Linked DNA regions of Oryctolagus cuniculus: region 2 is linked to region 1. A link is a contact called in public Micro-C data. All regions are on one chromosome and are shown on one strand. Each heading gives the region's core, a stretch centred on a gene start, on an enhancer-like site or on the middle of the called end of the contact. The rest is flanking DNA. Distances are from core to core; before and after follow the strand shown. Region 1 overlaps RCL1 (RNA terminal phosphate cyclase like 1). Region 2 holds the start of JAK2 (Janus kinase 2).

The links. A called contact is a pair of places that touch in the nucleus more often than the background predicts.
Region 2: a Micro-C map of ear pinna shows a contact between it and region 1, with 4 times the contacts expected there. The contact joins the promoter of JAK2 here to the enhancer-like site in region 1. A contact is called at or near these places in 2 of 6 Hi-C or Micro-C datasets (ear pinna and an unstated tissue).

Annotation. Positions count from the first base shown.
Region 1 is chr1:167,496,918-167,503,474 of mOryCun1.1, reverse strand. The region is part of intron 8 of RCL1 (RNA terminal phosphate cyclase like 1); the gene reads right to left. Among named protein-coding and RNA genes, the nearest start is that of MIR101-2, 6.0 kb to the right of the region's middle. Within about 2 kb of position 3,199, at least 2 of the 8 cell types and tissues checked have an H3K27ac peak or open chromatin away from gene starts, as enhancers often do. A contact at or near this core is called in ear pinna, where this site is marked.
Region 2 is chr1:167,675,367-167,681,648 of mOryCun1.1, reverse strand. It overlaps JAK2 (Janus kinase 2), which reads right to left and starts at 3,648. Exons shown (of 25, transcript XM_051846028.2): 1 at 3,136-3,648; 2 at 2,654-2,771.

The sequences.
Region 1 (6,557 bases), core at 1,950-4,449:
AAAGATAACAAGTGTTGAACATATGGAGAAAAGAGAACTCTTGCACACTGTTGGTAGGAATGTAAATTAGTAAAGCCACTGTGGAAAACGGTATGGAAGGTTCTAAAAATAGAATTACTGTGTGACCCAACAATTCCATTATTAGGTATACAAACAATGGAATGAAATCAGTCTGTTGAAGAGACATTTGCACTCTCATGTTTACTGCAGCTCTATTCACAATAGTTGAGAAACCGAAACAAAAACTATCCACTGATGGATGGATGGATGAAGAAAATGTCCTACATAAACACAATGGAATGTTACTCAGCCACAGAAAAGGATGAAATTTTGTCCTTCACAAGCACATGGATAGAACTGGAGGAAAACATGTTAAGTGAAGTAAGACAAGCACAAAGACAGGTATCACATGATCATAGAAAGGCAGGTCTAACATGATCTCACTCATATATACAGTCTTAAAAAAATGTGATCTTGGCTGGCGCCACGGCTCACTAGGTTAATCCTCCGCCTTGCGGCACTGGCACACCGGGTTCTAGTCCCAGTCGGGGCACCGGATTCTGTCCCGGTTGCCCCTCTTCCAGGCCAGCTCTCTGCTATGGCCCGGGAGTACAGTGGAGGATGGCCCAAGTGCTTGGGCCCTGCACCCCATGGGAGACCAGGATAAGTACCTGGCTCCTGCCATTGGATAGGCGCGGTGTGCCAGCCGCAGCACGCCGGCCGCAGTGGCCATTGGAGGGTGAACCAACGGCAAAAGGAAGACCTTTCTCTCTCTCTCTCTCACTGTCTACTCTGCCTGTCAAAAAAAAAAAAAAAAAAGTGATCTCGTAGAAGTTAAAAGTGTAACAGTGGGCTGGCACTGTGATGTAGGTTAAGCCACTGCCTATAAACTGGCATCCCATATGGGCACCAGTTCATGTCCTAGCTGCTCCACTTCCAATCCAGTTCCATGTTAATGGCAGGAGAAATGCAGAAGACGGTCCAAGTACTTGGTCCTCTGTCACTCACATGGGTAACCTGAATGAAGCTTCTGGCTCCTGGCTTCAGCCTGGTTCAGTCCTGGCCATTGCAGCCATCTAGGGAATTAGCCAGTGTATGAAAGATACCTCTCTCTCTCCAAACTCTCCCTCTCTCTGTAACTGTGACTTTCAAATAAAATAAATAAATCTATACCAGAGGTTGAGGAGGGAATAGGGTTGGCAGTGATAAGGAAAGGTTTGATTAACTGATACTAAGTTATAACTAAATGGGAGTAAGAAGTTCTGGGATTCTATTGCACAGTAGGGTGACAAGATAATACATACTATCTCTCTATTTTAAAAAACTGTAAGGTAGGACTCTGAATGTTTCATCATAAAGAAAGTGTTAAACATTCAAGAAGATAGATCTATTTACTAATTGAACAGTCTACAATGTACCCATGTATCAAAAGATCACATGGGGGGGGGGGGGCCCAGCACTGATATAAAGCATAGCAGGTTAAGCTGCCACCTGCAGTACTGGCATCCCTTATGAATGCCAGTTCAAGTCCCAGCTGCTCCACTTCAGATCCAGCTCACTGCTAATGCACCTGGGAAAGCAGGGGAGGATAGCCCAAGTATGTGGGAGACACACTCTTATTTATGGTGTCAGTGATCACCGGAGTCTCTTGCCATGGGCTGCCAAGGCTATGGAAGCCTTTTGCGACCACAGACTCCATCAGTATTTAGACACGGCCATAAGCAAAGTGGACGCTCTCTCCTCCTTTCAGAAAAAAGTAAATCCTTCTTTGATGGCCCTTTCTTTCCACTGAGGTCTCACAGACATCCTCCATGTAGGATAATTTTTGCCACAGTCTTGGCTTTCCAGTGCATTGGTTTAAACACTAAACTGGTAGTTGGGCATGTGAACTGTATCTCAATAAAACTGCTTAAAATAAATACATATTTGTGACCTTAAAGAGAACATCCTGATTCTGGCTCCCACCCTTTTCCCAGTGTTTACTAAACACTATATAAAGTCTCCTGCACTGAATCCTGCACTGGCTCCCAGCCCTCTGTCCTTAGAGCACTGATCCAGTCAAAGGAAAGAAAAGGCAACAAGAAGCAGGGCCAATGGCAATGTGGTTAAAACCTCAGCTCTCCAGGGCTGTGAGGCTAGCGGCAGCCACCTGGAGAGCATATGCTCAGGCCAATGCTGCTTGTGCACAGGAAAATCGCCCTCTTCTTAGCTTTCTCTCCCACCTAGGAATGTGCAGTTTCGTCTTCATCCTTAAAATACCATCCCGGGGCCAGTGCCATGGCTCATTTGGTTAATTCTCTGCCTGCAGCGCCGGCATCCCATATGGGCGCCAGGTTCTGGCCCTGGTTGCTCCTCTTCCAGTCCAGCTCTCTGCTGTGGCCTGGGAGGGCAGTGGAGGATGGTCCAAGTGCTTGGGCCCCTGCACCCGCATGGGAGACCAGGAGGAGGCACCTGGCTCCTGGCTTCGAATCAGCACAGCGCACTGGCCAAGGCGGCCATTTAGGGGGTGAACCAATGGAAGGAGGACCTTTCTCTCTGTCTCTCTCACTAACTCTGCCTATCCAAAAAAAAAAAAAAAATACCATCCCATTTGTCAATCTTCTACAAAGCCATGCCAACCAATAATCCCTACCCCATGAGATATTTCTCTCCCCTATAGGTTTCCATGGCCTTCTCTGCTTATGGTATTTAAGTAAATGCTGGTGTTTCATGTTGCAATAACTGGTCTTTCCACATGGGCAAGTTACAAGCCCCTCAAGGGCAATGACTTTCTGTCACTATATATATAAAGGCCTTCAAGAAATACACATGGAATAAATGTAGGCGTTAGGGGTAATCTTGAGAAAAGACTCCAATATACTTTGCAATTAAGGGAAGTCAGTTCTCCCCCTGCTGGCTTTCCAGTCTCATGAGCCAAATGAATTTTTCCCTGTTTCCCCCTTTTTTTGCTCTCCATCTATCCCACTACCTCCCCCACCCTGTCCTAGGGAAAAAAAGAAAAACACATCAAACCCATAGGTAAACAGTCCACATCTTCAGGCAAGGCTTGTAGCTAGCAGCAGGACAGACAAAGCCAGCCATCTCACCCACTCAGCTGTATTCTAAGGAAGAAACATCTTGTTCTCTGGTGCTGCTGCCTAGAACTTACACAGGCCTGGGGCACACACTGCTCCCAAGGCCTCACCCAGCCTACTTCATTCTGAATCATTCAACTGTGCTGGAAAACCCAAATACACTCCCAGCTGGCACAACTCCTAAGGGGCCTCAGCTGGCTTCCGATCTCTTGGAGAAAAAAGGATGGGAGAAACACAAGGCATGAGTGTGCAGGCCCACATATTTGCAGCTGTCAGGTATTTGTAGCCTTTGGAACAGTTAGAAAAAGCAAATTCAGGTCCATTTTTCACATAATGTTCTGCCAGCCCTTTGGCCTTTCTGGAGAAGACTGTATACAAGACTGGATTAAGGTACATTTCAGAATCTTTCCCCACCTCCAACCCGGTTCTCCCTTTGTTAGCAATAGCTGGATACTAAAAAGCAAAAATGCTCAGAAGCTGAGAAACAACCACAGATGATATTAAATCCCAATAAACAGCTTTCTTAAGAAAATGAAAACTAAAGGAAAACAAACTCTCCCTGTATCTACAGGGGTATTTCCAAAAGTTCACAGAAAATGAAATTAACAGCTAAGTTTATTTCACTGCAAAAAAAAATTTAATCCACGCATAGTTTTTTCATAATATGCATTTTCCACAAACTTTCAAAATGTATTTGTTTGAGAGGCAAACAGGGAGAGAGAGGAGAGGGCACCCCCATTACACTAATTCACTCCCAAATGCCTACATATGGCCAGGGCAAAGCTGGGAATTCAATTCGGGTTTCCCATGTGGGTGACAAGACCCAACTACTTGAACCATCACCTGCTGCCTCTCAGGGTGCATATTAGCAGGAAGGTGGAATTCAGACAGGACCCAAGACTCAAAGCCAAGCAATCTGATGTGGGATGCAGGCATCTTTACTAGGTCAAACACCTGTCCCTAAACTTATCTTTTAATTCTATTTTCCAATGAATTTTAAAAAATGTTTACTTATTTGACAGGCAGAGCAAAGGAGACAGAGGGAGAGGAAGAGAGAGACAGAGAGAGAAAAGAGATCTTCCATCCACTGGTTCACATCTCAAATGCCTACAACAATTGGGGCTGGCCCAGGTCAAAGCCAGGAGTTATGAACTTCATCCGGTTCTCCCACATGATTGGTATGGACTCAAGTACTTGAGCCATCATCTACTGCCTCCCAGGGTGCATATGAGCAGGACGTTGGATCAGAAGTGGAGGCAGGACTCAAACCCAGGCACTGCGATATGGGAGTCACAAGCAGTGGCTTAATTAGCTGAGCCGTGATGCCGGTGCCTTTCCACGAACTTTGTGAGGTACCCTTGTCTGTTCCATTGAACAATGTCTTGTCCAGAGCTGATGCTCAGCCTTCTCCACAGCCCCACAGCTGTGCACGGCAGCAGCTCCTCAAGGGGACCACCTTCCAAGCTCACAATCCTTGCCTTTCTTCCACAGCACTACAGGTAAAACTGCACAGCCAAACAGCCAGCACAGGCCGACGGATGGCAAAGTGAGGACTACTCTGACCCTCAGCAGACACGCACACTCAGAACTGGCAGCTTTTCAGATGAAGCACTGCAGCAACAGGGGCTCCAGACGCGCTTTGTGAAGGATGTTAACTCCCCACCTGGAAAAATGCATCTACAGGGAATCTTTTTATTTTTCTCAGGACAAAGTAATTTATTTGGAAAAAACCAAACAACAAAAACAATTGACTCTTCAACGAAAGCCCCCAGTCCATCTGACAGTTTTCAGAGAATTGCAGAGGATGAAGATAATTTTTCCTTTGTATTTTCGAAAGGTGGGTTGTTCCTACTGCTGCTGCAGACCAGCAAGGAAGAGCCATGAAGTTCACAGCCATCTGCCCACTGCATCCCAGCAGCCCTGGGCCCCAGCCCCAAGCCCAGGCCCCTCTCAGTAGGTTCCCCTTTGGAAGCATGTGACAGAGTGGAGTGAGAGCAGTTATGGAGGGAACACTCTTCGGCAGATCCCGCTGACACAACCATGACACAGGGCCCTGCCTATTGCCCCACCAAGCCACCCAGAAGTTGAAGGGGAAGATCTCAGGGTAAGAAAATAATCTGCTCAACTCTGGTCCCCCTAGCCATGACCAAGCCGCAAATTAAAATATATCGGTGAAAAAAATTATCTGCTGAAAAGCAGCTTTTCCAAAGCCTAGTTGACCAGGAAGTTATTAAATTAGGTTACAGAGGCAGCAGGAAACAGGGAACCAGGCTGGCTGCACCACTGAGGGATGGGAATCCCAGCTGAATTTCCACAGAAAGTCACTATGAGCAGGTCACTGGCCTTTCTTCTTCATCTGAAAAGTTAGGTGTCACTTTTACAACATGCCAAATATGAGAGATCTTCAAAAAGTTCACGGAAAATGTGTCTTCTGCAAAAATTAAACATGAATTTCAAGATGTCCTTGCCCCCAAATAAACATTCCTTTCAATCCCATTTTCCCACAGACGTTCTGTGCTAGGATCTAACTTAGCACAGATGACAGGGCTATGCAGCACTGAAAGCACTTCCCAGATTTTAAGGTGGAGCAATGCTGTGTGAGCTCCCAGACACCTGTGACGACACTGGACCTCGGAAGCAGCAGGCCACTGTTTTCCTGTGCATTCATTATCTTACCCATCTTCAGACTGGCTGAGCCCAGAAGCCCCACTTGGTGGGTGTTGAACAAGTAGCCTCCAACTCCCCAGCCCTTCCTCAAATTACTGAAGTCCGAAAACAAACAAGCAGCATGGTGTATTTCAGACTCCAACAAAGATAGAAGGAGAGTATTCCACAACAAATGAGGACTCTCTGGCATCCTGCCTCAGGTAAGGTAGCAGGGAGTCCAGCGACCTACACAGAACCCCAATTCTTACAGAAGAGCACAGTGGTTGAGGGAAGCAGCGGCTCTGTGTGAAACTGTCTGGGTCTGAACCCCACTTACTGTCTGTGTGACCCTGACTTTCTGTGCACAACCTGATCTCTCTGGGCCTCGATTCCATCACCTGTAAGGTAGACAGTATCAGTGTCCACCTTTCCTATCCTCACTGGGTAACGATGCAAACTAAATGACTGAAAAGCTTAAGACAGTATCTGGCACATAGTAAACACTGTTTGTTAAATGAACGCCTACTTTACACAATTCTTGGGCATTATAAATATGTGTAGCTTATTCAGCTATGTGGCAGGAGGAACTCAGTCACATCTTTACGCAGGCATACAATCTCCCCACAAGCGTTTATCAGGCCTCCTGATGGTCAGAGTGACCTAAGAGAATGGACTAGGGTAGGGCAAGGGGGTGTCCAGAAAGGATCCTGAGCATGCAGCACTAACTGGGCCTTGCCACGAGCAATGAATGCTTGACCTCATTTAAGCATGGCTCCGTCTCGGCCACCTCTATGACTTCAGGAGTAGTCCCCTTATCTAGAGGTGAGACTGAGGTTC
Region 2 (6,282 bases), core at 2,399-4,898, 180 kb before region 1:
TTCCACTAAGTCCAGGTCCTTATCACTTCAGGCCTAAACTATTTTCTACCTTTCTCTATCACTTCTCCAGCCGTTATGACCATCCGGGGAGTGAACCAGCAGATGAAAGCTCGCTCTCTCTCTCTCTCTCTCTCTCTCTGTCTCTCCATCTCTTTCCCTTTAACTCTGCCTTTCAAATAAGTAAATGTTCCTTTTTAAAATAAAAATAATTACAGTGACATCTCTATTGAGGAAAAACTGAGGGAAGAAACACTGTAGTCCAATAGGTTGACTTGACTTCCAATATGCTAGGCTCGAGTGGTAAAGGAGGGAAAGCAGAAATATGAGAGGCAAAAGAAATGTAAACATGTAGTATGGGTTAATATACAAGGTAAATGAAAGCAGTAGTTTAAACATAATGTCTAAACTAACACCCATATGACCAGGAGAGAAGGAAATTAAGTGGTATAAATGATGACTGTCATTTGGGACACATTGATAAATAGAAGCTGAAGACCAGTACTGAAAAAAAAAAAAAGTGACTGATTAAGAGAAATAAGAAACCGAATTAATTACAAAATAAAAGAACTGAAGTTATAAAGATATTAATAGGAGAGAAAAATATATCAAGCCATAATCCACTGTAACCAGATTTATATTTTATCAAAAAAGCCAACTAAATGTTAAGGCAGAGGCTCCCAAGCTATCTGCATTCAGGGAGCCCTTAGTGTCTTAGTAACTTTGGCAAAAAGACATATGAGGGAATCTTCAAAAAGTTCTTGGACAACGTGCGTTACCAAAAAATACGGATAGATTTTTAAAAATTTTGCATGAAAATAAAATATTTTAATTACATTTTTCCACAAACTTTTTAAAGTACCTCGATATTTCATTAGCCATGTAGCATGTCCTTACAACTTAGGGTTTGTTGGGCATGATACAACTTCTCAAATCTTGGGTTCAAACTGGACATTATCACAGTCATTTCCTGTTCCACACTGATTTGCACACAGTAGTAGGTTTTTAGCAGAGCAACCTCTGAAAATACAGCCTTATAAAGACGTGATATTGCAGTAAGGAACATCAGTATATTATGCTGAAACTGAACTACCTCAAACTAACAGTTCAAGCATGAGTTTACTGGTGCTCTGAGCACATCAGCACAGTTTGAGAAAGGGGGACTATAAAGGTCCCCCCCAAAAAAGGCGAGGAGCAAAAGAAAGTTCTTAACAGTTCACCACAAGAGGGCAGCACAATAGTAAGCAGGGGCAGTACAAAGAGGACTCAATGAAAAGAAATGAATCAAATCTTTCTTTCAAACACTGTAAGACCCTTAGTCTGCTCACCATCTAAAAGTTATTTTTCTTCTTATACAAAAGAGGAAGAAACACTGGTCTCTGGCAGATCACCTCATAGCAGAGTCATTCTGCCTTTCTCTAAATCTCCTATTGCCAGTCATGAGAGTAGCCAAGACTTGCACAGTAGTCAACAATTTACCACTTTGCATGCATGTTATTCAATCCTCACAACAACCTTCTAAGAAAAGTGAGGTTCAAAGAACTTTTAAATTATACAACTCATAAGTGGCAAGAATACCATGACTTAAATCCATATCTTACTCCAAAGCCAACACACTTTTCTATTCTGCCTCAAAATTATCCTGTCTTTCATCAACAGGAAGGTGAATAAAAAAGATACCATGTTTTCCATTCCATACCTGAGACCTCCGTTTCAAATCACTAAGGAAAAGGTGTTAAAGGAAACAAACTACATCTTAACCCGTCCTTTAAACACATTATAAACTATAAACCCAAGACATTCAGTTAGGGCAAAACCAAATATTTAAACGTGTTATAAACTACAAACTTAAGACATTCAGTTAGGGCAAAACCAAGTATTATATGCTTACCTAGCCAACAAACACAGTTTTCCTGTACAGATAAACACATGTACTATGAATACATCTAGTTTGTATGCCAACAAATAAGCTCACAGAAGCAAGTGACTCTCACATCTGCAGTGGTAAAAAGTAAGGCAGATGGGGGAAGAGAGGTCAAAAAGGTGATTATTCATCTCCCAATCTGCTGGGTGTTACATCAGAACATCTTCAGGAACCCAACAACTCACTTTCCCAAAGCTATTATGAAACCAAAAGTGATTGTCATCTCCCTTATTCCCACTTCTGGTTTCCTTCTCCACATTTCTCCGCCCCTCTATGACATACTCAGTCACTCTTATCCTTTCATTCAAAGAAAAGGAGTTTCCCCTGGCAGATGAATAACCACCGGAAAACAAACTGGGTAAATTCAACCGACACAGCAAGCGGAGGCAGATAAAACCATCCAGGAAGCATTCAATGTGGTAGCAAGAACCCCAGTAAGAACAGCTAACATGTTCTCTCAACAGCATTTCTTCCTCTTTGAAAGAATAAAGAATTTCTGGCTGCTGGAGGAGAAAGGTTAAGGGACAACATTTTATTTTCGCCTGAAAAGCCCCATTACTTGTAAAACCTACAAGGAATGTAGCAACGATCAACACCCCAAAATCCTCTCCCAAAGTAACACTGAAAGTTCAGCACTGCCATTGTCAGAGGAGTAAGCGCAGCGCCCTGCTCGTCTCACACGCTCGCAGCCTTCCTACGCACGCACTCGGCTCACGACACCCTCGCCCTCACCGAGGCGATGAAGCCCAGCAGCCAGGATCGCGAACCGTCGGAGGCGGAGGAAGGGCCTCTTTTCCTTCTGCAGAAGGCAAACAGTTCACATCTTGTTCCCGTTGCCTGCTTCTGAAACCTAAAATAATAATAATAATAATAAAGCAGTTACTACCGCAGAAACCCAGGAGAAAGAGATGCTCCTTTCTAGGCTAAGATGTCTAGAAATTTTAAGAGGGCTAGGTAAGGGGGGAGGAGTAATAAGGCAGACAGGATGCAAACAGCAACCAAGATACTCCTTTCTGGGTTTCGCCTTAACGAGAAAGATTTTCTGGTATAGAAGTTTACCGCCTCTAGCAGGGGAAAGGCGGGGATCGGGAGGAGGGAAAGGGTAGGGGAGATAACTGGTGCTCCCATCCAAAGGCCGGGCAGCGATAACACCCACCGGCTGCACGGACCAGGCGACGAGGGCGCGCCCCCAAGCTCGCAGGGGCTGCTCTTACCCGGCGTCTCAGGCTGGCCCAGGTCTGCGAAGCCCCCAGAGTGGGCACGGGTCCGAGCGCCCGCCAGGCTGGGTCCTCGGGGGCCCTCCCGTGCGGGCTCGGCTCCCACTCACATCCCTGGACGGCAGGGACCAGGCCTCTTCTTGTGCCGCGGCAGCCCTCCGAACGACGTGCGCCGCAAGCCGGGGCCCGGGGGCCAGAGGTGCCAAGGGGGCAGAGGCGGAGGCGCGAACTCCCGAAAGAGCCGGGCGCCGGCCCAGCCAGTCAGCGCCGCGGAAGGCCGTTAGCCGCGGCCGCTGCTGCCCCCTTCTGCTCCTCTTCCTCTCTCCTTCCTGCAGCCCACACCACTCCCACTTAGGGCAGCCGGGAAGCCCGTCACGGCCGTAGTCTCCACCCTCTCCCAGGCCACACCGTCTTCTCAGCGCCGTTGGCGACACAGGCTTGGACTCTGCGTCGGCCTCAGCCTCCCAGCCGGCCTCTAGTCAGGCAGCCTGTGGGTGGCGGACTGAGGCCGCCGGCGAGCCGGGCGGGGGAGGGCGCGGGACGCGCGCCCGGGACTGCGCGTGCGCCGCCCTTCTTCCCCGCGCGCGCCGCGGGCCTGACCGGGTTGTGGCCCTCCGTGCTGTGGCCTCCCGGGGAGCCGGTGGACTCCCGTGGAGATTTTCAGGGCAGCCACTGGGCATGAGCGCGCGAGGAAATGGAGGTGGCCAAGGCCCGCTGAGCCTGGAGCCCCGCAGAGGCTCTGTGCCGGCGCTGGGCCCTCCCTAGAAGGGCGTGTGTGTGGCCGCCGCCCGCCGTGGAGGCGGCTGGGAATGAGTCAGCCGGGCCTGGAAGGCGCCCCCTGCAAGCAGCCTGGGCCCGGAGGAGGCCGGGCTGCCTCCGCACGGAGACTTTCCCCACCCGTATACCGTCATCCCCTTTCAGCTTTCGCTTCCATGTTCCGGGTATTGCAGACCTGTTCTTTCCCAGCGCGGGCCGCTGGGCCCAGGGGAAGAGGCGCCCGGGCTGCAGGAATGCGCGCCCACGCGCCATTTAGCGGCAATGAAATCCCAATGGCTTGACTCCAGCCACCACTGCTGGAAAGGAGCGAGGGTGGGATGAGGTGCTCAGCAGCCTGCAGGTTGGCAGCCAGGCCCAGCGAACCACTTCCACTTTCCCAAAGATCCTCATTCACTCAATTACTGAGCGCCTGCTAGGTACTGGACTGTAGACCCCGGAGACACTAGGTAAACAACCTGCATGTTCCTTGCTGTTCTGCCTTCTGACAGAAGACAAAATAGAAAGAAAGGTTTTAAGTGTGTAATATGCTAGATGTGCAATTGTCACCGAGAAAATACAACACAATGGAGCATTAAGTGAGGGGAGTGTGGTCTTTTACAGTGGCCAGGCACGACCTCCTAGAGTTTGCGACTTTGAGCAGAGATGGAAAGGTTGAAAATGAGCCAGTCCTGTGACACTCCTGGAAAAGTTTCAGGCTGGGGTACTAGCAAAGACATGCTGAAAAGGGAACGTGTTTGGCAAATTCAGGGACCAGGAAAGCTGTCACTGTGGCTGGAGGGCAGTGAAAGATGAGGCAGTGGCAAGAGACGAGGTTAAAGAAGTAGCCTGGAACCAGACGGCGTGGGGCCTCTCTCACTTAGTAGCCCTCCTGTCAACCTGAAGGGAGTGATGTATTTACAGGTGCTGCTTCCCCCATACACACATGATGCAGCTATTCAGGTCTCTCTTTGGGTTAAATGATTTCCTTATTAAATTCACTAAAGTCTTACATAAGGCCCATTGCAAAAGGCCTTTGAGCAGATGAATTCATGCTGACTCCTTTAAAATAAACAATCGACTGAAACTGTTGTTTTCTCCCTAAGGTGGAGGGATTTACAGAGAAATTGCATTCCTACAGCTACAGTCTTAGAGGTGAAATATGCCAGAAATTTCTTCTTTAAAAAAAAATTAGAAATAGGAGTTGTGACTCCTATTTCAGTGGCAAATCTGAAATCTGACTGGAATATGAAGACTGAAATTACCAACAGCCCTTTTCTTGCAAACAAAAACGGTCATGGAGGTAAAAGCTAGAACAAAAACTCACCCAAAGTATTGAAGCTGATCTTAAAGTCACGTTGAAAATGAAAAGCATAAGAACTGTAGAGATGGAATATTTACCTTTTGTGAGGAGAAAAAAAAATACCTGTTGTAGAAAGCCAAATAATTTAGAAATAATGCAAAAGCATCTATTATAGTAAGTGCTGTTTCTGCACTTATAGCAAAAGCCCACTACCTGCTACACCAGCATCCCATATGGGTACTGGTTCATGTCCTGGCTGCTCTACTTCCAATCCAACTCTCTGCTATGGCCTGGGAAAAGCAACAGAAAATGGCCCAAGAACTTGGGCCCCTAACATGCATGTGGGAGACCCTGATGAAGCTCCTGGCTCCGGGCTTAGGCCTGTCTCAACCCTGGCCATTGTGGCCACCTGAGAAGTGAATCAGCAATGGAAGACCTCTTTCTCTCTGTCTCTCTCCCCAAACCTCCCATCCCCCCAGCCTGGTCTATCTCTCCTTCTCTGTATGTAAATTTGACTTTCAAATAAATAAATAAATCTTTTTTAAAAGTGTTGTTTCTATTATTTTGTAATGATGTATTATTCAACTAGGCACGCTATCTGTTACTGCCCACAGCTGGCTTGCATGGAGAAGTTATTTGTAACTGGTAAACATTGATTATATTTTGTGGAGGAAGGTAGTCTTTTTATTGTTTTTCTTTGAAAGAGAGACATACAGATCTTCCATCTTCTGGTTAACTCCCCAAATGCCCACAACAGCTGGAGCTTTGCCAAGCCAAAGCCAGGAGCTAGGAACTCAATCCACATCTCCCATGTGGGTGTCAGGGACTTTAGTACTTAAACCATCACCTACTGCCTTCCAGGGTGCATTAGCAGAAAGCTGGAAATGGAAGGGGAGCTGGGTCTTGAACCCAAGCACTCTAATATGGGATATAGTTATCCCATGTGACATATTCATCACCACACTAAACACCTGTCCTTTTTTAAATGTTAGAGATTTGGGTATGGAAGACAAGGTGGATAAGGGAAATATATTATCCATAAGCCTATTAGATTAAGAAATGATCTGTCAACACAGAAAGATAAAGTA